4 separate regions of the Mus musculus genome follow, and regions 1, 3 and 4 are each linked to region 2. The links are chromatin contacts, called in public Hi-C, HiChIP or PLAC-seq and promoter capture Hi-C maps. All regions are on one chromosome and are shown on one strand. The core of a region is the stretch at or near the end of the contact, and the rest is flanking DNA. Distances in the headings are between cores, read along the strand shown. Region 1 overlaps Aig1 (androgen-induced 1). Region 2 holds the start of Aig1 (androgen-induced 1). Region 3 overlaps Hivep2 (human immunodeficiency virus type I enhancer binding protein 2). Region 4 overlaps Aig1 (androgen-induced 1).

Region 1 (3,541 bases), core at 651-3,150, 150 kb after region 2:
CAATTTGCACTTTTCTGTCTTGGCTTTGTGGTCACTCTTTCAGAATGTTTTAATATAAATAGTTATTGTAATCCTTTCTAGTGTTCTCCTTTTGCTGTTCCACATCAAAACATATGCATGGCTATCCTGAAGTATATTCTTACAAAACAAACATCAGCAACAAGCGGGGCTAATCATCAGGCTGGCAGCCACCCAAGTGTGTATTAGGGCACTGGTGTCCCACGAGACCCACTGGAACTTGTAATGACTCTTTGGGTCATGATTTTGTACATGTAAGGGAAAATTACTTGTGGGCAAGTGCCCTGAGCCAGGTTGTCCTGGACTCTTATGTGTTGAAAGGTCAATATGGACTTATGCTAGCATCACAAGAACAACCTTTAACCAGTTCCCTTTGAGAGGAAAAGGTGACCTATGTGAAATTGCTGCACTTGAATCTGATAATGTTTCCTGTTTGTTCTCTGTGTGTCTGATACTAGGTTTTCCTTCTCACCCTAGTTTATTTTTGCTTTGAGAATTTTCCCATTTGCTCTCTCACTTCCTGACTTTTCTCAGTGAATAGTCTAAGCCTTGTCCTGTTTCTTCATGTTTCTGTCTCTTTAAAAATGCTCTCTTCCTCATTTTCCTATAAAGGTCTAATGTATTCATGGACTTTTATTAGTTTATCTATAATACTACTACCAATGGTGTTATACACACAAAGTAAAAAACACCTAATATGTATATGTAACAGGGCCAACAAGAAGGCTCAGCAGGGAAAGATTTTTGCTGCCACACCCGAAACCTGAGCTCAGTCCCTTGGACTCATGTGGTGGAAGGTGAGAATTGTGTCCCACAAGCCACCCTCTGACCTCCACACTTGCTCCATGACACACACACCTGTGTGCACACATATGAACAGAAAGAGGAGCGCTCGACGCTCCTCGCTGCTGCTATTATAAGTGCATTCATTGTAGAGTGTTTTACAAGGAAGTTCGAGGAAACTCAATTGGATAACTATTTTTCAGTGTCTAAACATTTTTAAATATCTTGTTAGTTCATAATTAGCCATATCTTAGTTTAAGAACGATTCACTCCTTAGGGATAATTAAGATAATGTTTTAAAAATAATTTTGCTAGTGTGTAAAGCATGGGGAAACACCTTTGCTGCTGTAGCTGAGGAAGTCTGTATTTTATCTTGTGTTTGTTTGTTTGTTTGTTTGTTTGTTTTTCGTAGACGAATGATTATTTCTTTAGCTTAGATTTCCAGAACTTGAATGGCAGTCCTTGGAATGGGGTTTAAGATCATGTGTAATAGGGAAATGTGCTGTCAAGCTGCTGGCTGTGTTATATTCTTTCTCCAGTGACCACAGCCACAGGGTTTTCACCTCATCCTTGCATCAGCATGCGCTTTTATTTGAAAAGAAAAGTCCGAGGATTTGCGTGTGAAACTGCTAGCTGTTGCATGGGAGCATGCCCTTCTGTGTGTTTATCATTCACTCCCACTCATTCCTTACCTCTCCACCAGCTTGTGCCCCACACTGCTCTTTTCTGGTCCTTTTCCTTGCTCTCCACAGATCCTTTTTCCTCCCGTCAGTTATTTTTGTAAATTCTCTTTTGTCCGATGTCCGGTAACGTGTGGGGCAGAGGGATCCAAATTACATTTGAAGATCATTTTTATGAGTTGTTCCCAGCAGGCATCGTCAAGGCCCCAAGTTTGCTTTTTGTCCCCCACTGTGAAAAACTGATTGGCAGCTGGTGACTGGCAGGGCTCTGGTGCTTGGCACTCACAGGAAACCCTGCAGGAGGTGCCCAGAGCCATGGCGGATGAAGTGTGGCCGAGCCAGCACAAGGTGGGGGACCAGATGTCACCCGATTATGTTCCCTTGAAATCCAGACAAAGCCCCACATTCAGGATCGTTGCCTTGAGACTCCCTGGGTGGAAACTGGAACCCATCCAGAATTTCACAACAGCTGGGCTCCCTAGGCCAGGATTTATGTGCCTTGCAGAAAATGTTACCTGGATGTTATTGATTGGTTTCTGTGAAGCTATCAAACAGTATTCTGAAGACCCAAAGCATACTGCTTTCTGCTGAAACTAAAAAAAAAAAAAAAAAAAAAAAAAAAAAAAAAAAGGCCATATATCACTGAAGCTGCCAGGGTCTCATTAGAGGCTTGGGAAGGCTGAAAGGGAGATGTTTTTCTTATTTACGCCACCCGTGTTAATCTTTGAGGCCATGTGCTGATGTTCTCTGCTTTCTGTGACAAGACCCCTCTCCTAGGAGGAGACAGAGCCCACCCTTCAGAAGTAAATTATATTGTAAAATCAGTTTTCCAGGGAGACCAGTAGATGAGAGCTTTTGTCTTGATGTTTCCTAATCCCCAGTTACACGCTAGGAAGTCGCAGTCTTTTCAGATTCACATTATCGCCCGGGTCATTTTCGTTTGTGTTCTTTCTCTTTCCTCAAAAGGCAGGCAAGCCACAAGCCCAGAGCTATCTGAGTGGCAAGGAGAGAAAAACAAAGCAACACACACACACAAACACACACACGCACACACACATGCACACGCACGCACCTGCCCCACACTACCCCAAAGTTGCTACAGTCAATTGTGCTGAGTTGTGGAGATGGGTTCATTTGAAAACCAAAAGCAATCATCCGGGCTAGGAAGGCAGGTGGTGCTGCTGGTGAACTGTGTGCTGCTCCAGCAATAAGAACCTGAGTTTGGAACCACAGTCCCTGTGTACAACAGGGACTCAGAGTCAGGTAGAGGTGGGCAGATCTGGAGTCTAGATGGCCTGTCAGCTATCGAAACTGGTAAGCTTCAAGTTCAGTGGGAGACCCTGCCTCAAAAACTAAAGCAGAGAGTGATGTAGGGAGACACCCCTGTCTGTGCCTGGCTTCTACATGCAAACAAATACACATGCACACACAAACACACACCTGTTCTCACTCATGCTCACAATCACATAAACACACTCATTCTCTCCCTCTCCCCCGCCCTCTCTCTCTCTCTCTCTCTCTCTCACCTATTTTCTAAATCATAGAATTGGGAAAGCATGCCCAGTCATACGGTATTGGGCTTAATGTATTCCTGATGTAAAGTCAAGAATGGTACTTTATGCCTTGGCTTTAAAACTGGGTGCTCCTGCTGTCTCCATCACCTGATAAAGCCCAAGAGCCTCTCGTCATTCTATTTCTCTCTCCCCCTCTTGTTGCCTGGCGGTCTTCAACTTACTCTCAGACCTCACAGTGAGATTCTGGAACTAACCCTCTCCATTAGAAACAAACAAAATAAATTGCTCCCATTCCCCAAAGGAATGTGCTAAAGCCTCTTTCCTCTGTAACATGGATGCAATTTAAGTTTGGCAAGGGCTGCCTACAATCTACTTCACTAGGAGGAGATGGATTTCTGAGAGACCTGCAGAAAGGACCAGGCATCCCTCTGCCCTCCCTGTGAACTTACAATGACAGAAAGTCAGGCTTGTGCTTTCTGCATCCCCTGTGTGTCTGCAAGGTGGGTCCCCACCCATGCCCTCACTCCAGGAAAGAATGCTTGCCAT
Region 2 (3,692 bases), core at 357-2,856:
ATGTTCCATTATTAAAAACACAAAATCATCTCACAAGAAGATAATCAATCAAGATAATGAAAGCAAGTCTGTTAAAATCGTCTCAAAACACCCCTCTGGGGATTGGCAGGGAGAGCAACAGAACTCTTGATGTCATAGTAATTATTCAAAAATTCTCCATAGTAAACTCTTAAATAGCTTCATAAAACAATACTTTATAATTATGGGAATGGGTAGAAATCTTGTGAACTACTTTCTCAAATGTAAAGTAGGAGGGTTGTATCAAACTTTGTAATATCACATCACTTTATAAAACTTCATTAGGCCCAAGTGAGAGGGCTTCAGTAAATTCATTTTTTCTTGTAATTATATGAACATTCATTAAGGACACACACACACACACACACACACACACACACACACACACACACGCAAATAGATCCTGTTTAAACATGAGTATGAACTCATAAATTCTGAGTGAAGAATGCTTTATGCTAGTAATATCATCTTGTGATTTCAGTTTCTTTCAGCATAATTATGTCAATTAAAAAGACCTAGTGGCTCTCTTCCCTAGTGGAGTGGAAAAAACTACGAGTCGGATTTGTTTGCTTCTCTTTACCTCTGAGACTATGCTTTCCCCTAGACCTTCCCACCACACCCTCTGACTCAGAGACTATTTGAATGGGACACCTGTTTTGAATGGATCCACAGGAAATACTCATGTGGTCTTCTCATAACCGGACCCTTTATCTGGTTGGTTGAAACATGATCATGATTTAAAAGAAAACAAAAACCCTACTCTGCCCACAGACTGTTGCAACTTCCCTGTGACAACATTTACTGGAAGGCTGAGGGAATCCAGTTTATATTTACTTTCCTCCCATTCAGCTCTGGTGCGGTAGTATAAGGGAGGTGGGTTGGGAAATGTCGAAGTGCAAAAGGAATTTTAACTCCGAAAGATTTGTATTAAATCACACATGCGTGGGTGAGGTTTACATCCTCCGGGTGGTTTGACTTTCAAATGGAATGCTGTCTCGTAGCAGTCATGGCAATCAGCACAGATTTCTATTTATAAAACTTGCCCTGGTCAGTAATTGCTAAAGTAGCTTGCCATCAAGCCTCATGACCTGAGTTCGATGGAGGGGACTCACACCTGAGCTGTCCTCTGGCCTCCACGTTTGTCCTGTGGTACATGCATATACCCACAAGACGTAATAAAAAGTTTAAAAAAGAATTTGTTCAAAGCTCGTGCATACTGATAAATTATTAAAGCCTTGTGAAATTTATAAGGGGCTTCACAGTCATAAATGCTCATTAACATTAAACCCTCAACTGAATCCTAAGTAATGGGTGTCACTGGAGGGGGACTGTGTGTGGCTTTACACGTTCTGACCCCATCTGGTGCCATGGCAGCCAGCACCAGCTGCCCGGGGATGCCGGGTCCGGACCGGTTCGGTCAGGTCCTTCCCGTCTGGAACCGTGGTTGCCCGAAAGGCGCTCCCACCTTGGAGGCCGGGGGGGGGGGGGGGGGGTGGACCTCGCGGACCGCCTAGGGGGCGCCCGGCCGGTACGACGAACGCCGCTGCAGAATGACGCAGATGACGCCAGAGATGACACCAGGCCGCCAGCTCGCGTAGGCTGCACTGCCGCCCCGCCCGCGCAGGTCTCCGGTGCGCTCGGCGCCGCCACTGTCCCCGGGGACGCGCCCCGCCTCCTGCGCTCCGCCCCTCGCCGCGCCGCGCCCCGGTTCCCACGGCGCCCGGCACCGCGGAGCAGCTCGCCTGCCCTCCCCACGAGCAGCCCGGCGGGGCCAGGCCGCGCGAACATGGCGCTTGTCCCCTGCCAGGTGCTGCGGGTAGCAATCCTGCTATCCTATTGCTCCATCCTGTGCAACTACAAGGCCATCGAAATGCCCTCGCATCAGACCTACGGAGGCAGCTGGAAGTTCCTGACCTTCATTGATCTGGTAAGGCCGTGGGCTGCACCCCCGTGTGCGTGCGTGCGTGTTTGTGCGTGTTTGTGCGTGTGTGCGTGTTTGTGCCTGTGTGTGTGTCACGGGAGCACCAACGCGTGCTGGCCACCAACAGCCACGCTGGGCTCCACTGAAGGCCTGGATGCCCTTCTCACCTTTACCTGGTAGGTAGAGGAGGAAAACATGGGAGTACAGCCAAACGGGCACAGGCCTGCTTCTAAGAAGTGACCAGGGAATAGGATTGTGCCACCAAAAGCATCTGTTGGCCCCGATCATGAGTGCCCTCAGATTAATTCTCCACCGAAGTGTTTTCCAGAACCACATGCAAAGGTAAACTTGCAGCACCCAAAGGAGACATGAGTATTGTCTGGTTCCATGGAGCATGGCTTAGAAACACACAAACACACCTCCTTCCGGAGGAGGGAAATCGCCCCATAGGAAAAAACCCTTGCACATGTTTTTCTGCCCACTGTCAACAATTTGTTTAAAACTCTTTCTAGAAACACTGAGAGAGCAGTTCACGGTGAGGCTCCACCTGGCAACTACTGAACTTCTAGTCGTTCACATTGAAAGCCTGCAGTTTGTGTAATCATCTGTTCTGTTGACACGTGATAATTTTAAAGAGGAGCAGACAACGATAATTATTTTTAAGTTTTTATACCTTGGGTACCGAAAGCACTCCTGTAGATAATCAGAGGGCACAATGCCTTGTAATGACTTGGGGTAGGTGTAGAGCTTTGAAAAGTCACCAAGACTAAGTCATAAATACATTCAAAGGTTATCAAACAAGGGTCGTGTATGGAAACACAAGCAATTAAAAGATCACGGAGAAAAACATACAATCAACTCCTGGAACGCAAAGACTCTGAGGTTATGCATAAGCTTGGTGCAATCACAAGGTTGGCACAAATTTTCTTGACCCTCCACTTTGACAAATTTGAACCTATTTGAATATCGTTCCGTCGGTGTAAGATGCCTAAAGAGATACAGGTAGATGTTTTCAAAAAACCTTCTATTTTCAATATATAAGATATACGCAACTTTTCCCACCTGCCTCTAGGCAAAGGGCTGCCTGGTGTTGCCTGCCTGAGTTGGGCTTTTCAACTTCTTATTGGAATTAACTTCCGTCTGAATATATGCATTCCCTACCAGCGTCTTTTTCCTCCTACTGTCTGCCCACCTGAAGAACACATGATAGGACTTTGCTCTCAGCTTCTTGTAGCTTTCATATAGATGGCTAACTCTGGGAGTACCTGCCTGGATGGGCTGATTGGCTAGTCAGTGGAGACTGGCTTTGCCAGATGTGTGGTACAGCAAGCAGATGTTCGCATATACAGAGTATACTCAATCTTCAGTAGCCCCAAGGCTCTGATAGTTATGCATAGAAAGCATTTAGGATGCTGACAAGTCACCAGGAATCTTCTTAAGAGTGAACTTAAATTAGTGATGCCCACATACTATTAAAAAAAATGTGAGCTGGGCGGTGGTGGCACACGCCTTTAATCCCAGCACTTGGGAGGCAGAGGCAGGTGGATTTCTGAGTTCGAGGCCAGTCTGGTCTACAGAGTGAGTTCCAGGACAGCCAGAGCTACACAGAGAAACCCTGTCTTGAAAAACCAATACCAAAACCAAAACCAAAACCAAAACCAAACAAAACAAAACCAAAATCCAACCAACCAAACAAACAAACAAAAAGTGCCTAGGCTTTCAGAACCCTTTGGGATGCAATGCGAGCAGAACT
Region 3 (3,818 bases), core at 996-3,495, 250 kb before region 2:
TGCCAGACAACTTGAGAGAACTTCTGGGAAAACCAAATCACGGATGGCAGTCCCGTACTTTGACCTGTTTGCAGTCTACCTTGACATGTGAGAGTGCCGAGAAAATGGAGACGTGTTTTCCCAAGTGGGTAGCCATGCAGATGTAGTCAAGGCACATGACCTATTTTGATTCTAGCATGGCACTTTTAATATCTGATCATAAAATTTTTAGAGCCTCAGACAGTTGTTTCCAGGGACCTCTTTCCCCAATCGCATTGCAAAAGCTATTTTTATAAGGGTTGGGATTACTAAGAACTTTATATGGGGATAAACTATGCCAGAAAAACATGTACTCTCAAAGGAGACTCTCCCCATTGAAAAAGTTACAGTTAAAGTGGGCCTAGCATAGAAATCAAAAGAAACAAATGTCGTACAAGGTATTTCTCTCTAAATGGAGCACACCTGTCAGGCTGAGGGTGTTTATATATGCATTCACTGTAGAGCCAAACTGCTTTTCCAAACACACATGAAATCAATAGGAGAGAATAATGAACTTTAGTTATTAACCTGTTATCCTCATATCAATAAACTACATCACAATGTTTTTGCTTCCCAACTCTCTTCACTGAAGTTCACAGACAAATTCTGAGAACCTGAAGGATGAACAAGAACATTCAAGCTGTTGGTGCTGACAGTTAACTTAATGGGCATGCTGTGTGTCTTCACCCACAGAAACTGCCAGCTCTCAAAAACTAAAATTTGGGATTGTATCACTCAAAAAGCATTACTTTAATTTAAAAATTTTCTCGCTAAAGGGAACTGCAACCCTATAGGTGGAACAACAATATGAACTAACCAGTACCCCGGAGTTCTTGCATATGTATCAAAAGATGGCCTAGTCGGCCATCACTGCAAAGAGAGGTCCATTGGACTTGCAAACTTTATATGCCCCAGTACAGGGGAACGCCAGGGCCAAAAAGGGGGAGTGGGTGGGTAGGGGATTGTGGGGGTGGGTATGGGGGACTTTTGGGATAGCATTGGAAATGTAAACGAGGAAAATACCTAATTAAAAAAAATGTTACAAAAAATTTCTCTTTTAACATAATGCAAATCTTTGAATAAATATTTTCATTAAAAGAGAATTTCTTGTAACAGAGTAGAAGCAATTTAAAACACAATGCTATAGTTACAACTAGATGTACTGTGGCTAAGGAGATAGTTCAGTTGATAATGTGCTTGCTTGGTAAGCCTGAGGACATGAGTTTGATCCCCAGCCAGGGCTAGGCAGATTCCAGGGTTCACTAGCTAGCTAGTGTAGCATACTCAGTGAGTTCCGAGCCAGGGAGAGACTGTCTCAAAAACTAAAGTGGACAGTGTGCCTAAGGAAGGACACCCAAAGTCTGCCTCCATGTGCATGTGTGTGCAACTGCACACATATGTGCACTGTGGGCACAAAATCAAATCAAATGCACCAAGCATGGAAGCTGTGGCCCTGCAGTTCAAGCTGCCATTCTGTCTCCTGGTCTCAGAGGTTCCCCACGAAGCTTCTATAGAGAGTCATCATCAGGTAACTTCATACGCTCAGACAACCTCATAAAAATTCCTTTTCAGCTGCTACATTCTGTGCTAAAATTAATTTCTGAACTATGAATCCAAAACCAAAAAAAGAGAAAAAACTAGAGCTCCTTCATAGATACTAGTAAGTAATAAAGAAAAGAACTTTATTATACTATGAATTAATATTTATCTAAATCTAGTATAAAGAAATTCAAGGAAGATCACATTACTTAACCCAAGTATACCATCTGAGATTTTTTTGACTCTATGCATAAAAGGTTAACAAAAAAATAATATTATACATCTTGGTGTGGTATTGCCTACCTGCAATCCCAGAACTCAGGAAGCTGAGGGCAGAAGATAAGCAAATTCTAAGTCAATCTGGGCTACACAGGACATCAGAATACTAAAAAAAAAAAAAAAAAAAAAAAAATGACTGCCATGCCCACAGATGGACACTGTATATTTATTAATTAAGACTGCAACAGCACCTTGGTCTATAGTGTGGCAAGATGATCCCAAAACTTTTGCCAAAGAACTAAAGAACCACAACCCGACAGTGAAAAGGTGCCATGTCCTGGGACCACCTCTTACAAAGACTTCGAGGGTTCTCACCCCTCCTCCCTTCCCCTCATCACCTTACTGCACCCCTGAAGTAGGACTTTGGGACACCCTATGCACTTTAAGATATGACTCATTACAAGCAAGCAGGCCCAGTTGGTTCCTCTAAAGACACAAAAGGCACAAAAAATAGCTTCTGCGATTGAGGCAGAAGCCACGTCAGCAAGCAGATGAATGTGGGTGGCCAGATAAGATTCTACCGCAGCCAAGAGCAAATTATTAAGCAAATGCTGGATTTATTTTCTGTTTTAAACTTGGTTCTTCTTGCCTCAAATCAACCACTGTGAACACTCAAAATGACAGCTGTCAAGCTCCTCTCTAACCTGGAAATGTCATCAAAGACAAGGACCATGGCTGCTTCCCATTAGAGGAAGAGAAAGAATGTCTGAAAGCCAAAAATGAAAGAAAAGAAAATACCACCATACTCAAATAGCATCTCTTAGAAGAAGAAGGAGGAGGAGGAGGAGGAGGAGGAGGAGGAGGAGGAGGAGGAGGAGGAGGAGGAGGAGGAGGAGGAGGAGAATCATATTCAAAAGAAGCCTGGTCACACAGCCTCAGAAAGGGGGAAAAACAAAGCAAAAACATTTTCTCTTGTATGTGGAATATGAGAGAAATATCATGTATAAAATAATATATGTATACATGTGAGTATATACACATGTGGGTACAGTATCACATGAAGAACAGAAAACAACAAAGGCTAACATATGAGATTGAGGAGGGAACTGAATCCAGATAATGAGTGTGAGTTTTAGAAGAGGCTGTAAGGTTAATTGTTTTTCTAGTTCTAAGTCCATTCTGGATTTTTGGGCAGAGGGCTTGGGTGGTGCATAAGATATTATTGCTATCAAAAGTGTAAAATTTAATGTGAAGCTGCACAGCTTCTATTCCGAATGCCTATTCTAATTGTACAAAATTCTACTGAGTTGCAAAGACTGCGGGTTTGGTTAATTGTGGGATGTGATTTTTTTTTTATTTACTTGAAATTTCGTTTTCCTTACAAATAAAGATTTGTCTGCTCATTTTCAAAGAGTGAAAATAAAGTCCCTTTGTAATAGGAACTTATACTAAAGTCAAACAAACAAAACCCATGTCATCTCTCAGCATAAAAGGAGAACAAATCATTGAACTCTTTTGCATTCGCATCATCTAAGACATAAATGGAGCCAAGATGCCATAGATAACTGAAAGTTTTAGGCAACAACTCTGTGCAGTTTCCGTAACTGGGTATCTAACAGTCACCACAGGAAGAGGTAAGAAAGACAGAGAGAGCTCAGCTCTCAGTAGATCAGCACAAATTCCAATTCACTATTACTGCCAGCCACCTCCACTGACCAGGCATCCCCTGTGAATGGCTGACAAGCTGAGACCAGGGAAATGCCCTTAGTTCTGGCTGTACAAGGGTTACCGGAAATGGGACATACTTTTCTCAGACCACGTTCTTATCTCTGAAGTTTCAGATTACTGCTCCCTTTTCACCACTTCACACAAAGAAGAAGAAAGTAGACCCAACAGATGTATAATTCTGTGACTTAACCTGAATTATTGCAAGTTTGGTTTTCTCTTGGAAATCAACAAACCTTAGTGACATTGTTATGCTCTGACCTTGTAGAACATTACTGTGATGTTAACGCAGAGATTCCAATGATATTAAGATGAAT
Region 4 (3,506 bases), core at 815-3,314, 180 kb after region 2:
TGTTTTGTTACGTTTTTCAGATTTTCCGGTAGTAGAGTCCAGGGTTCAAGCCAAAAGTGTGATACCTTGGCTAGTGAAGAGGTAGCTAAGGACTCCCTTCCCACCGTCAAAGCAGCTCACTCTCCTCCAAGGCCCTCTCCCCAGCTCTCCCAGCCTAGACTGGTAAGGGGCAGTGAGTGCCCTTGCTACTTGACTATGAGTTCTGTGGAGCCTCCTGAGAAGGAGGTACCTCTCCATACTCATAAAGGCAAGCACTGGAGAATCCTTGGTGACTGTTGATGCTGAGGCTGGAATGTGGTCTCAGGACCTTCTGTATGCCTCACAGCTGAGCCGGGAGGGATACAGCAAGTAAGGGAGGGGCAGCCGTGGGACAGGCCACTGTCCTTCCGTTTCTGTCCTGAAATAGATAAGCTGCAGAGGAAACTGCTTTACCAGAGGGAAGTCTGGCACTGAGGTATCTCCATGGCCCAATGACAAGTGAAACTTTGAGACAAGAATTTTCCAAGAGCAAGCAACCGAGTATGTACTGCCATAGTCAGAGGTCACGGGAACTTTGGTTTTTGCCTCCTCTAAAATGGGAACAAACATCTGCCTCTCAGAGTTGTGGAGACTAATGAACTCATAAGAAGAGTCCCTCATGAAAGTCTTTCATCTCTCTAAGCAGGAAAAATAAAAAGAATCCTGCATGTCTGCAGAGTCTCTTTCTCTTTCCCAAACAGCGTTTTTATTTTCATTCTATGTCCTGTTCTCATGGGCCTTGCTCCTCTTTCATGGTGATTGTCTCTCTGAATTCTCTATTGAGAATGTTGAAAGCATTTTTTTTTTTTTCTGAAACGTTCCTATGGTTCACGTATTAAGTTATTTCCAGAGCTCAGCTCTCCCTTGGGAGCCGAGAATGTCATTGCTTTCCCATTATCCCAATCTGCTCATTTTTTTTCACAAGTGCTTTGCCGAAAAAGCATTGTTTTCTTGGATTCTAACAAGAAGCCTGTGTGGACAACTGAGAATTTCCCACCTGACGGTGATTTGCCCCGGGTCCCTCACAGTGTTCACCAGTGTGCGGGTCACATGAGTTCCTTAGCTCTGCACGTGAACTAAGAAGGCCTGAGCATACTGTCCATGCCAATCCCCAGTACTGATTGTTCAGTTCCATCCTCTCCCACCCAAAAGGGCTGGTTCTCAGTTGCTCTCCGTGTCCCTGGAGAGCTAAGAATTAGAGGCGCTGTTGACCTTGCCTGCTCACAGATAACTTTCCCTGTGAGCCTTCCTCAGCCTCTCAGCTCCCTCCAACCATCCTGTCACTAAGGTTGCTTTCCCCTTGGCTTTCGGAATCACTGACTGAGTGGATGCTGCCGTCTCTTTGATGCAACCTGCATCTCTGTCTACCCCTCTCCCTCATTCCCCTTATGCCTTTCACCTTTTATTTCAGGACAAGGAAGGGATCTAACTGGCCACCTCTGCAAACATTTTTTTTAGTGCCCATTTTCTCCTCCCCGGCAGGGAGTCTCCAAACCTGTGCTCAGCACATACCCCCTCCACCCAAACTACTCTGTAACCTTCCACTGATGACCTCATTCCTTGATGACTTTAGTCTCCCTTCTAGACGCTTCCAGTCAATATCTGAACCCATTTCTTGACTCTGCCTTACAAACACTGCTCTTGTACGAACAGTCCCTGGGCACCTACCTGCTGCCCAGTGTGTCACAGCTGAGCTGCTCTCACGACTTCCCTACACCATATTGTATCCATTCTCACATTCATGTTTAAAAGTCAGGACACAGGGCCTGGAGAGATGGCTCAGCGGTTAAGAGCACGAACTGTTGTTCCAGAGGTCCTGAGTTCAATTCCCAGCAACCACATGGTGGCTCACAACCATCCATAATGGGATCTGATGCCCTCTTCTGGTGTGTCTGAAGAGAGCAAAAGTGTACTTATGCATAAAATAAATAAATAAATCTTTAAAAGGAAAAAAAAAAACAGTCAGGACACTGTACTGTTTGGAGAATGAACTCCTGACTCTGACTGGCTGAGCCTGAGTCATGTTCCTAATGTATGACTTGGGATAGTCATGTGACCCCTCTCTGTCTCATTCTTCTTATCTGTAGACTAGATGATTAATAGTACCCATCACCCTCAAAAGACTGTTGGATCACTATGATAATATTAATGTTCAGCTTTGCATATGCCCAGAGTACATATTGTTACTATTATTAGCCCACCTCAGTGTGGCTTAACTGTTCATTAGCAAAACCTGTACAGATGTCACAAGACATCACCAGTGACTTTTGTTCATTGAAGTTGCACATGCTTTGTAGGATCTCTATTGTTGCATTATCCCTACTTTTCAAAACACCGTCTTCCTGTAACTTCAGGACTCTTGTCAGTCTTCCCACGAATATCTCCCATGTCCGAGGATCATGGCAATCTCTCTTAGTTTCTTTGTGGTCTTTTTCCATCTACACAAAACCCCATATTGGAGTTCTTCAGTGCCCAGTGCCAGCTCCTTCACTCTCCCTGAGTCATCCCGTCTCTTCTGTGATCATCAGTTCAGAAACTCTCCTAAGCATATGTTATATCTACTCATTTAGCAATTACAAAACCGCCTCTGGCCATACCTAAATTCCCTATCCCATGCACCAACTTGCACCCCCTCCCCCAGCCCCAACATCATCAGCCATCCATTACTCATACCAGAAACACACCAGACATCCTGAAGTCATCTTTCCGGTGTCAACAACAGGCCACCAGTTGCTCAGACTTGTGCTTCCGAGGCATCTTCAGAAGCTTCACACTTCACTCTGCCTCCGGGGTTCAAACTATGATCCGAGCTCCAGAAGTGTCGCCTGAGCTATAGCATGAAGCTCCCACCCCCTGCCATCCCCCTGTCTGTCCACAGACGGTTTTTTAAAAAAATGATCTGAGTGTATAGACATCTCTTTGCCTCTATGGATTGAGTCCAAAATTCCTTACACCCTTTAGGCTACTCTTCATTACCTGGCCCTGCTGACGCTCTGGCCTCCTCCTCCTCTTCTTCCTCTTCTTCCTCCTCCCCCTCCTCCCCCCCTCCTCTTTCCTTAGTTCTCCAGCCACAATACTATCCACCTGCAGCCACTCTGTCAATCACAGTAAGTGCCCCTCATCTCTGAAGCTTTCCCTTGCTCCATATTCCATGGAGCTCACTTCTCCCAATGTAGGTCTGCCGTTGTCACCCGTCGATCAGGCTCCAATCCCTGCATCTTGTTTTCAGGGAGCTTTCCTTCTCTCATGCCCCTTATTTGGTTCAGTTTTTCTGTGGGGCATTATTGTCAGCTTTTTTGCAATTCCATCAGGGGACTTCAAAACTAGCTAGAGTCATGGGGTCTTGATTTTTGTTTCAATACTTGTTCTCAAAGTCCCCTCCCTTCGCTGTCCAGAGTAAAAATCTGTACCTGAAACCTTAAAGAAAATAGACACCCTCCTGTCTACAGGTCCTAAGTGTTGATAATCTTTAGACATGGCAACAGTCA

Evidence for each region. Promoter capture Hi-C pulls out the DNA fragments that hold promoters and counts their contacts. Hi-C and Micro-C count contacts between places; a contact is called where the count stands out from the background. HiChIP or PLAC-seq counts read pairs in DNA pulled down with a chosen protein or histone mark.
Region 1: a Hi-C map of nephron progenitors shows a contact between it and region 2, with 3 times the contacts expected there. The contact joins the enhancer-like site here to the promoter of Aig1 in region 2. A contact is called at or near these places in 6 of 39 promoter capture datasets (the 3T3-L1 cell line, 3T3-L1-derived adipocytes, cranial neural crest and 3 more), 7 of 484 Hi-C or Micro-C datasets (bone marrow-derived macrophages, brain, cerebellar granule neurons and 4 more), 1 of 115 datasets of contacts at active chromatin or transcription factors (bone marrow-derived macrophages) and 3 of 9 other capture datasets (adipose tissue, macrophages and pancreatic islet).
Region 3: a contact with region 2 is called in a promoter capture Hi-C map of hippocampal neurons, with 3 times the contacts expected there. The contact joins the enhancer-like site here to the promoter of Aig1 in region 2. A contact is called at or near these places in 6 of 39 promoter capture datasets (the 3T3-L1 cell line, 3T3-L1-derived adipocytes, embryonic stem cells and 3 more) and 3 of 9 other capture datasets (adipose tissue, liver and pancreatic islet).
Region 4: a contact with region 2 is called in an H3K4me3 HiChIP or PLAC-seq map of bone marrow-derived macrophages, with 5 times the contacts expected there. The contact joins the enhancer-like site here to the promoter of Aig1 in region 2. A contact is called at or near these places in 5 of 39 promoter capture datasets (the 3T3-L1 cell line, 3T3-L1-derived adipocytes, hippocampal neurons and 2 more), 9 of 484 Hi-C or Micro-C datasets (bone marrow-derived macrophages, conventional type 1 dendritic cells, cortical neurons and 5 more), 3 of 115 datasets of contacts at active chromatin or transcription factors (bone marrow-derived macrophages, embryonic stem cells and microglia) and 4 of 9 other capture datasets (adipose tissue, liver, macrophages and 1 more).

What each region holds. Positions count from the first base shown.
Region 1 is chr10:13,713,055-13,716,595 of GRCm38.p6, reverse strand. The region is part of intron 3 of Aig1 (androgen-induced 1); the gene reads left to right. Among named protein-coding and RNA genes, the nearest start is that of Aig1, 150 kb to the left of the region's middle. Within about 2 kb of position 1,900, at least 45 of the 459 cell types and tissues checked have an H3K27ac peak or open chromatin away from gene starts, as enhancers often do. A contact at or near this core is called in cerebellar granule neurons, cerebral cortex and nephron progenitors, where this site is marked.
Region 2 is chr10:13,866,871-13,870,562 of GRCm38.p6, reverse strand. It overlaps Aig1 (androgen-induced 1), which reads left to right and starts at 1,606. Exons shown (of 6, transcript NM_001347362.1): 1 at 1,606-1,945. The coding sequence starts at 1,805.
Region 3 is chr10:14,115,643-14,119,460 of GRCm38.p6, reverse strand. The region is part of intron 2 of Hivep2 (human immunodeficiency virus type I enhancer binding protein 2); the gene reads right to left. All of the region lies in intron 2 of Gm51759 (a long non-coding RNA gene), which reads left to right. Among named protein-coding and RNA genes, the nearest start is that of Gm51759, 9.7 kb to the left of the region's middle. Within about 2 kb of position 2,245, at least 25 of the 459 cell types and tissues checked have an H3K27ac peak or open chromatin away from gene starts, as enhancers often do. A contact at or near this core is called in adipose tissue and hippocampal neurons, where this site is marked.
Region 4 is chr10:13,683,224-13,686,729 of GRCm38.p6, reverse strand. All of the region lies in intron 4 of Aig1 (androgen-induced 1), which reads left to right. Among named protein-coding and RNA genes, the nearest start is that of Pex3, 130 kb to the right of the region's middle. Within about 2 kb of position 2,064, at least 26 of the 459 cell types and tissues checked have an H3K27ac peak or open chromatin away from gene starts, as enhancers often do. A contact at or near this core is called in bone marrow-derived macrophages and macrophages, where this site is marked.